2 separate regions of the Pan troglodytes genome follow, and region 2 is linked to region 1. The links are chromatin contacts, called in public Hi-C maps. All regions are on one chromosome and are shown on one strand. The core of a region is the stretch at or near the end of the contact, and the rest is flanking DNA. Distances in the headings are between cores, read along the strand shown. Region 1 has its middle 220 kb from the start of FGF20. Region 2 holds the start of ZDHHC2 (zinc finger DHHC-type palmitoyltransferase 2).

What was found. Hi-C and Micro-C count contacts between places; a contact is called where the count stands out from the background.
Region 2: a Hi-C map of induced pluripotent stem cells shows a contact between it and region 1, with 2.4 times the contacts expected there. The contact joins the promoter of ZDHHC2 here to the enhancer-like site in region 1. A contact is called at or near these places in 5 of 7 Hi-C or Micro-C datasets (blood, induced pluripotent stem cells, a lymphoblastoid cell line and 2 more), 1 of 1 datasets of contacts at active chromatin or transcription factors (stem cell-derived excitatory neurons) and 1 of 1 other capture datasets (stem cell-derived neural stem cells).

The regions. Positions count from the first base shown.
Region 1 is chr7:25,070,011-25,073,677 of NHGRI_mPanTro3-v2.0_pri, reverse strand. No RefSeq gene overlaps it. Among named protein-coding and RNA genes, the nearest start is that of FGF20, 220 kb to the left of the region's middle. Within about 2 kb of position 2,112, at least 7 of the 24 cell types and tissues checked have an H3K27ac peak or open chromatin away from gene starts, as enhancers often do. A contact at or near this core is called in induced pluripotent stem cells, where this site is marked.
Region 2 is chr7:25,441,934-25,445,600 of NHGRI_mPanTro3-v2.0_pri, reverse strand. It overlaps ZDHHC2 (zinc finger DHHC-type palmitoyltransferase 2), which reads right to left and starts at 1,746. Exons shown (of 13, transcript XM_519614.9): 1 at 1,381-1,746. The coding sequence starts at 1,510.

The sequences.
Region 1 (3,667 bases), core at 863-3,362:
GCTGTTAGATGCTTTGGAAAAATGGGAATTTATATCTTCTTTATAAAAAATAACTGGTTGAATCAGGGAAATAATTTAAAAGTTCGGTTGTGTCTGATCAAGGTTCACTCATTTGGTAAGCATTTTTTGAAAGCAGACTTTCATGTCAGAGGCTTTACTGGGCTTGGGGAATATAAAAATCAGAAAGACATGCATCTTGTAATGAGCTCACAACCTAGTGTATACACAATCTAATCGTATAACTTTGTTATTCAGGGCATTAAATATTGCAAAAGAAACAAAAACTATTATTTAACCACTGAGCTAATGCGTTCCTCTAAAAATTAATCTGTTACAGCAAAAAGTTTTATGTATCCATACAAATATAGTTACATAAAGGTATGTATAGGTATTTGCAATCACTTTCTCTCTTATGTATGCCAAAGTCTAGCCATAATGATTAGCAAAAGGCTAGGATAATTTATATTAGAAATGAGATCAAAATGCTAATAAAAAGGTGACAAAATAAATTCAATCAAACCAAATTGAACTTACACTATGATAATGACTACTAGCTACTATCTGTGGAATAGCTAATTATCTGGGTCAGACGCCATGTATTTTTAATACTATGTCTCATTTGCTTACTTATTGTGGGGTATTTTCCACATTACAACCCAATGATATGTTTCACTTGCTGTCTGTGACTGGCAATACAGTAATCTAAGTACCATGATCTGTTACGTTTTCATCCTCATGGGACAATGTTCATGAAACACGTATCCAGCATAAGCATCTTATCCTTCTCTCTTCACTCACTGAAAATACATATTGGATATTTGCTATTAACTATATTATGTATCTCCTAATATTTTCATAAGACTTAAATTTCAGGGAACCAGAGGTAAAATATGGTAAAAAGCGCATATTCTGCTTCTCGTTTAAAAAACTCCAAAGCATGATTTATATGTTCTAATTTCATAGATGGTATGAAAACTGTTTGTAATTAATTTTTAAATATTGCACATATCATGAGAAGATGATTATTTCTAGAGACCTGAAGCCAAAATGTGCTTTAGAATAACCTACTAAGTAACAGGAATTACAATGATTACCTTATTTTAATCTTTCTATGCCTGTTCTTTAATTCGTAAAACTGATTTTTTTTTCCTATTTAGTTCTTTGAATCTATTTTTGCTTTAGCATAATGAATAACTTATTTTCTGCACCTGCTGGAGCCTATACCTTATTCTTCAAGATAAGTGGCTAAACGATGAGTGCTTTTGGCTGCTTTTTCAGAAAAAGACATTTAGGATGAATCTGTAGAATCACCTGTGTCTTTTGTGTCTGTTATTTTTCACTGAGGGCAAATGGATCTACCTCACCCTCAGACCCCCATCAGGCAAGTTTGCCTTTCCTTTTCCCATCCGCAAGACAAATTAAGAATGCTGAAACCTTTCACTCATAACAAAACAGTGATAAAGCAGGTAACAAGACCTCACATTAATCAGGTCTTTCAAAGAAGAGGCCCCAACCTGCACCCTTTGTCTAGCCTGCTGGTAGGTGGGTTTTTTTTCAGTCTCTTTTTAGGGGCCTAGCATTCTTTAGTTCGGCAGCACATTCTCCTTGGAAATGTTTCACTTTTCAGACAGCCTCTGTGTTGATCAAAAAACCCAGAGAGCCACTACAGAAATCTGAACTTCTAATGATCTTCTTTTATATTTTCTTACAATGGACAATGGCTCTGTCAATGCTAATGGCATCAGTACACAGGCAACAATGCAAAGAGATGGAGGGTGGAGAGAGTAGCCACTGTCACAAGATGTGCTGTATCATCTTGGCACAAAAAAATCCTGTTTTCTGTAGCCAAATTGTTGCTTTCTCTTGTTGAAAATATTCAATATTCCTGTAAACCAATGCTAAAGAGTAGATGAGTAATTTTCTTCTCAGGAGGAAAACATTACCTTCAGTTAAATGGTAATAGACCAGTTTTCTTGTGCTATTCTAATCCTTTTCACTAACATCACAAAAATAGAGTAATTTCTCCCTTAACTTTCTTCATGCAGCTGTCGACCTGTTGTTACCAGGCTAAATTGTGCACACGCTGTACCTACAATTATATTGAGTCAAGCACGCCCTCTACTGATCAATAAAAATACTATCGAACGGGATTCACCAGAATACTGAACTCACAAAGGACAGACATTTTGGGCAGTTTTATTTGCAAGTGTGTTTTTCAAACATTGCAAATGTTAGAAGAGTGTAAAAAATTGTATATTAGATTTCACAGAAACGTAATTAAATTTAAATTAATTTAAAAAAATAATTTAACTTGTGCTACTGATATAAATTTACAAAATTTACAGATTGCCAAGGATTGATCAGAAAAGTTGAAATAACTTCACCTCTTCTCTTAAAGTTTTTTTTTGTGTGTGTGGAAGAACTAACATTTTAACAATACATACAAATAAGTTATTGTTTTAAAGCAAGGGTTGGCAAACTTTTTTTGCAGTGAACCAGGTAGTAAATATCCTAGGCTTCGCTGGGCTGTAAAGTCTCTGTTGCAACTATTTAACTCTATTATTTTTGTGCAAAACTAGCCATAGACAATATGTGAATGAGTGGGTGTGGCTGTGTTCCAATAAAACTTTATTTACAAAGCAAACCAGGCTGGATTGATTTGCTCTATAAAACAGTGAACTTGAAGGCTTGTTGAACCATAAAAGAATGTAAACACCCCCAAAGTGTTGCATTCTTTAAAAAAAAAGTTACTTTGGAGTAGGTGGCTGTAATTTTAACTTGAAGGCTGACATGACTTCGAAACATTCTGAAACTTTTTCTTTTTGATTAGTTCCCTAACTCAACTTACAAACATTGTTAAAAGTAATGAAAGGTTAGAACCCACAGGCCCTCAAACATCATATATTGCAATTATCTAGTTTACAGATGAGGAAGCTAAAGGCTTGAATTTCCTGAATGCTACTCCAGCCATCTACATTATTTTCTGGATCAGCTGTCAATGACTTTTGGTTATTTTGGTAAGTTAATGCATGGAATAATTTTACAAACTAGAAGGAATTAAACAAGTATGATTTTTATTAACAAGTTAGGTAAAGAAAATTACAGACGTTTGTATTTTCTCACCCTTTGAAGATCATGTCTACATGAATGATAAAAACTACAGCAAGTCAATAACATCTCCCTCTCTTGTAACCACCACAAGTATTAGCAATATTAACTCATACAGATATTTTGTGTATCATAATTTCATAGATATTAGAAACTTTATTGGCAGTTGGGTACAGAGATGACTGTAATTTCTCTTGGCATTTGAGCAAAATAATGAATTATTTGTGTTGATGCATGATAACCAAAGATAGACTCTTCACTATTAAATTGTTATTAGTGTTACTATTATTATTTTTTTGAGATGAAGTCTCACTCTGTTGCCCAGGCTGGAGTGCAGCAGTGCGATCTTGGCCCGCTGCAACCTCTGCCTCCCAGGTTTAAGTGATTCTCATGCCTTAGTCTCCCGACTAGCTAGGATTTCAGACTTGTGCCACCATGCCTGGCTAATTTTTGTAGTTTTGATAGAGATGAGGTTTTGCCATTTGCCCAGGCTGGTCTGGACCTCCTGGCCTCAAATGATCCTCCTGCCTCAGCCTCCCGGTGTGCCGGGATTACAGGC
Region 2 (3,667 bases), core at 497-2,996, 370 kb before region 1:
AATACAAAATTTACTACACGTCCTTTCCTATATATTTTAGATGACTTGACGACTGCATACCTAAATGCATCCTCATGATAATGCCTGTACAGCCTCATCTTTTCCTAACAACAGACTCAAGGTTTTTTTTTTTTTTTTTTGGACTATTAAGCTTGTTTCTAAATCCCTTCAAGTAATAACAGCAAATTTTAAAACTATATGAAATAAAAGTCTCGGTTCTCTTACAACTTACATCAGTGATTATTTTGATGTATTATTATGACACTTTCTCACAAGGCGCAACATTTTGAGGTAAGATGGCTTCAGACAAGATTTTATGTCTGAATCTTGAGGCTTTGAAAATGCTGAGCTTGTGAAGGCTCAAAATAATAGGCCACTATTTAATCTTTTCCCTTGTCCCACCCAAAGCTAGCACTTGGTAGGGCAAAAACAGACACTTTGTTAGGTGGAGCACGAAACACAGAAAGCATTCACAAGTCACTGGCAGAAAGGTCATTTTCTGTTTTAACATCTTTTTCTGATAACCCAGATCAGTTTTCATAAAACCCCTGAAGGTAGAAACCAGCTTACATTAAGCGACATCATTGTACTCCCTACTTGTGCATAATAATCAACTTTTTAAAAAATTTTAATCTTCAGCATTAAAAGTATCCTACCCACCAATTCAGGAACCTCGAACTCGGACTGGAGCCACTTTGCTCTCTGGGTGTAAAAACCTCAGACGATCACCTCTTTTTTTCTCTCCCTACTGTTCAAACACCTAAATTATGGTTTAGTGTGTTGCACATGTCCTCAAAAATACTTTCTAGTAGCTCACCTCCTCCACATCCTTTTTAACTAGAAAAGTGTCCAACTGGCAATCCTCAAATCATAAAGGCAGCAAAAACGCCCCTGAGCGCTGTCACAAATTTCTAACGAGTGGATTGACGCCAACCAGCAAGGGATCCAGCTCCGCCGCCAAGGCCAGCACCCCCGCGCGGGTCTGGCGCAGCTCGGGGCCGGGCCCAGCTCAGCCCTTCAGCCCCCGGCGCACCTCGCCGGCCTCGGCCTCCCCTCTCCACAGCGGTCCCGGGGACCGTCCGCCCCTCTAGGGGGTGTGGCCGGGGCGGCGGCGGTGAGCGGAAGGCGGCGGGAGGCTCGGCGGCGAGTGCGGGGCGGAGGCGGCACCATAACCCGAGAGTTGGGAGGGGAGGGCGAGGGGCGTGCGCGTGGAAAAAGCTGCCCCGAGGCTGCTTTCGGCGGCGGAGCCGGCGGGACGCGGCAGGTTGGCAGCGCCCGGGGCGCATCCGGGGGGCGAGAGTGGAGGCGCGGCTGAGCGTCCCGGGACAGTCGGGGTGGGCTGCGCTGCGCTGGGGGCGCCGCGGCGGGGGGCGCACTCACCTATGCACAGCTGGATGGCGTAGGCGTAGTAGGACCAGCCGAGCAGGAGAGTGATGAAGACCACCGGGATCCAGTACAGCACCCGCCGGCACCGCCGCCTGGCGCTGCTGCCCGGGCCCGAGGGCGCCATCTTCCAGCCGCATCCACCTGCCCAGCTCCGCCGCCGCCCGCGGGCCTGGCTCCGGGGCGGGCTGGGCGGGCCCGGCACCCCTGGCTGGACGGGCTCCTGGGCGGCGGCGGGGTGCGCTGCGGCCACTGCCGCCGCCGTGGCGCTAACTCCCCATCCCGCAGCCCCGAGCTGGCGCGGCGGACTCCCGGCTCCTCAGCCCGGCGGAGGCGGCGGCTGCGAGCGGAGGACGAGGAGGCGGAGGGGGGCGGTGAGGCGGCGGCGTCGGGAGGCTGCGCTCCGCCCCCGCCGTTCCCCGCCGCCCGGCTGCCTCCCCTGGCGTGGCCGGCTGCGCCCTCGGGCGGGCTCTGCGGGGATACGGAGCCCTGGCTCGGGCCACCTCGCGGGCTCCCACCGTGGCCCCGCCGCCTCCGGCTCGGCCTCTGGATTCCGGGGAGGCGGGGGCTGCTCGGCGCTGGCCCCCGGGCGGAGGGGGCGGTGGCGGCCCCTCCCTAGGCGCCCGGCACCCGGGGCAGTTGGGTTGCGAGCGCTTCCGCGCTTGGCGCAGGGCGGGGGTCGGAGGCGAGGCCGGCGGAGCAGCTGCTGCGCGCGGGACTCCGCGCCTGCTGCGACCCAGGCGCCCTGAGAAAGTCTGCAGCACGGAGGCCCGCGTCCCCGCAGCCCGCGTGGAACCCTCGCGCTTCAACTTGCGGGTCCCTGGGAGCCCGCGGGGGCCGCGAGGAGCCTCCCTTTACTACTCCGGCTTTGGGGGGAAGCAGAAATGCACAGCGAAGAGGGGGTGCCGAGCCGGCGTATGGCATGGGAGGGGCTGTGGAGAGCGAGGAAGAAGCATTTTTGGTTGTGAATCCAGGCACCTCTGGAGTTAGAAACACAAGTTCTTTGCTCTGAGAATGTTGATGCTTTGGATAAATGATTGAGTGATTGTGACAGGGGCCGTTCCCACTGTCCCCTCCCTCGAGTACGGTGGTTCCTTCCACCAACTATTTATTCTTTTCCTCAACCCGCTCCTCACTACGGTGTTTACTTTCGTGGTGGCAATTCCAAACTTAGCAGATAGCTGACTCCAAAGCGGTTCCCAAAAAACACCGTAAGGGAACCTAAAGGTAGTCAGCCCAAACCTCCGATTTTATGATTCACGAAATGGAAAATAAATGCTTCCTTTGCTTTTCCTTCATCTGATTATGAACGCACCTGATCCACAGGGAAACATTTCAATCAATGAGTGTGTGTAAATTATGTGCATCACTACTATACATAATAAGCACAATTTTTCTTAACATTAGTGAATATGTGTATTTACACCACACAGCAACCCCAGTGAATGAAATTACTTCTTATTCATGTGTAGAAGTAAAAAAAAAAATACTGATTTACATGAATTCAGTCAAAGAAATTTAGCTCTGGTGTCTGCGATTATCTTTCTGTGACTGGATTACACAACAAGCTAATCTCTCCCGAAATAGCTATATGTTACCGCCCCCCCCCCCACATCTCTTTCCATTTCTCTTCAAAAATGCATAGAAAATGTCAGTCAAGTTTCTGTGGGACTTTAAATAATTGAAAAGAGAGACATATTATGTCCCAGTGAATCACTTGATTTTGCTGTAGCCTTTTATATTCTCTGTGGATATTCTGTATATTAATGTAAAAATAAAACTTCTCTGGATTCCTTAATGTTTTCCATGGATATTAATCCTGTGTTCCCCCCCAATCAGAAGAGAGTAAAAAACAGGAATTAAAAGTTCCTCCTGGGACTGAAATACCCTCACAAAGAGAAGCAAATCAGTGACTGAAGGTCAATAGAGACCATCAAGGAATGAAAAGGAAGGAGTCGGATTTTCCATACTGGAAACAGTGGAGAAAGTGCAAATAGTGCCTCTGTAGATCCTGGATGCGACGATGCCCTGTGCTCTTCCTCCTCTCACAGTCTTACAGGGTCTTGAAATCGGAAATGGAATAGCATTCTGCCCAGTTTTCACATCATCTACCCTTTTGGAAAAGTATGCAGGTGTCATATCTCTGAAGGAGCTACATTTTTATTACTCATCTAAGATGTTGTTTAATTGTTCCTATTTATAATAATTGTGAAATATTTTCACAATTTAATAATTTTCACAATATAATAATTGTGAATAATAATTGTGAAAATATTTGTGAGAT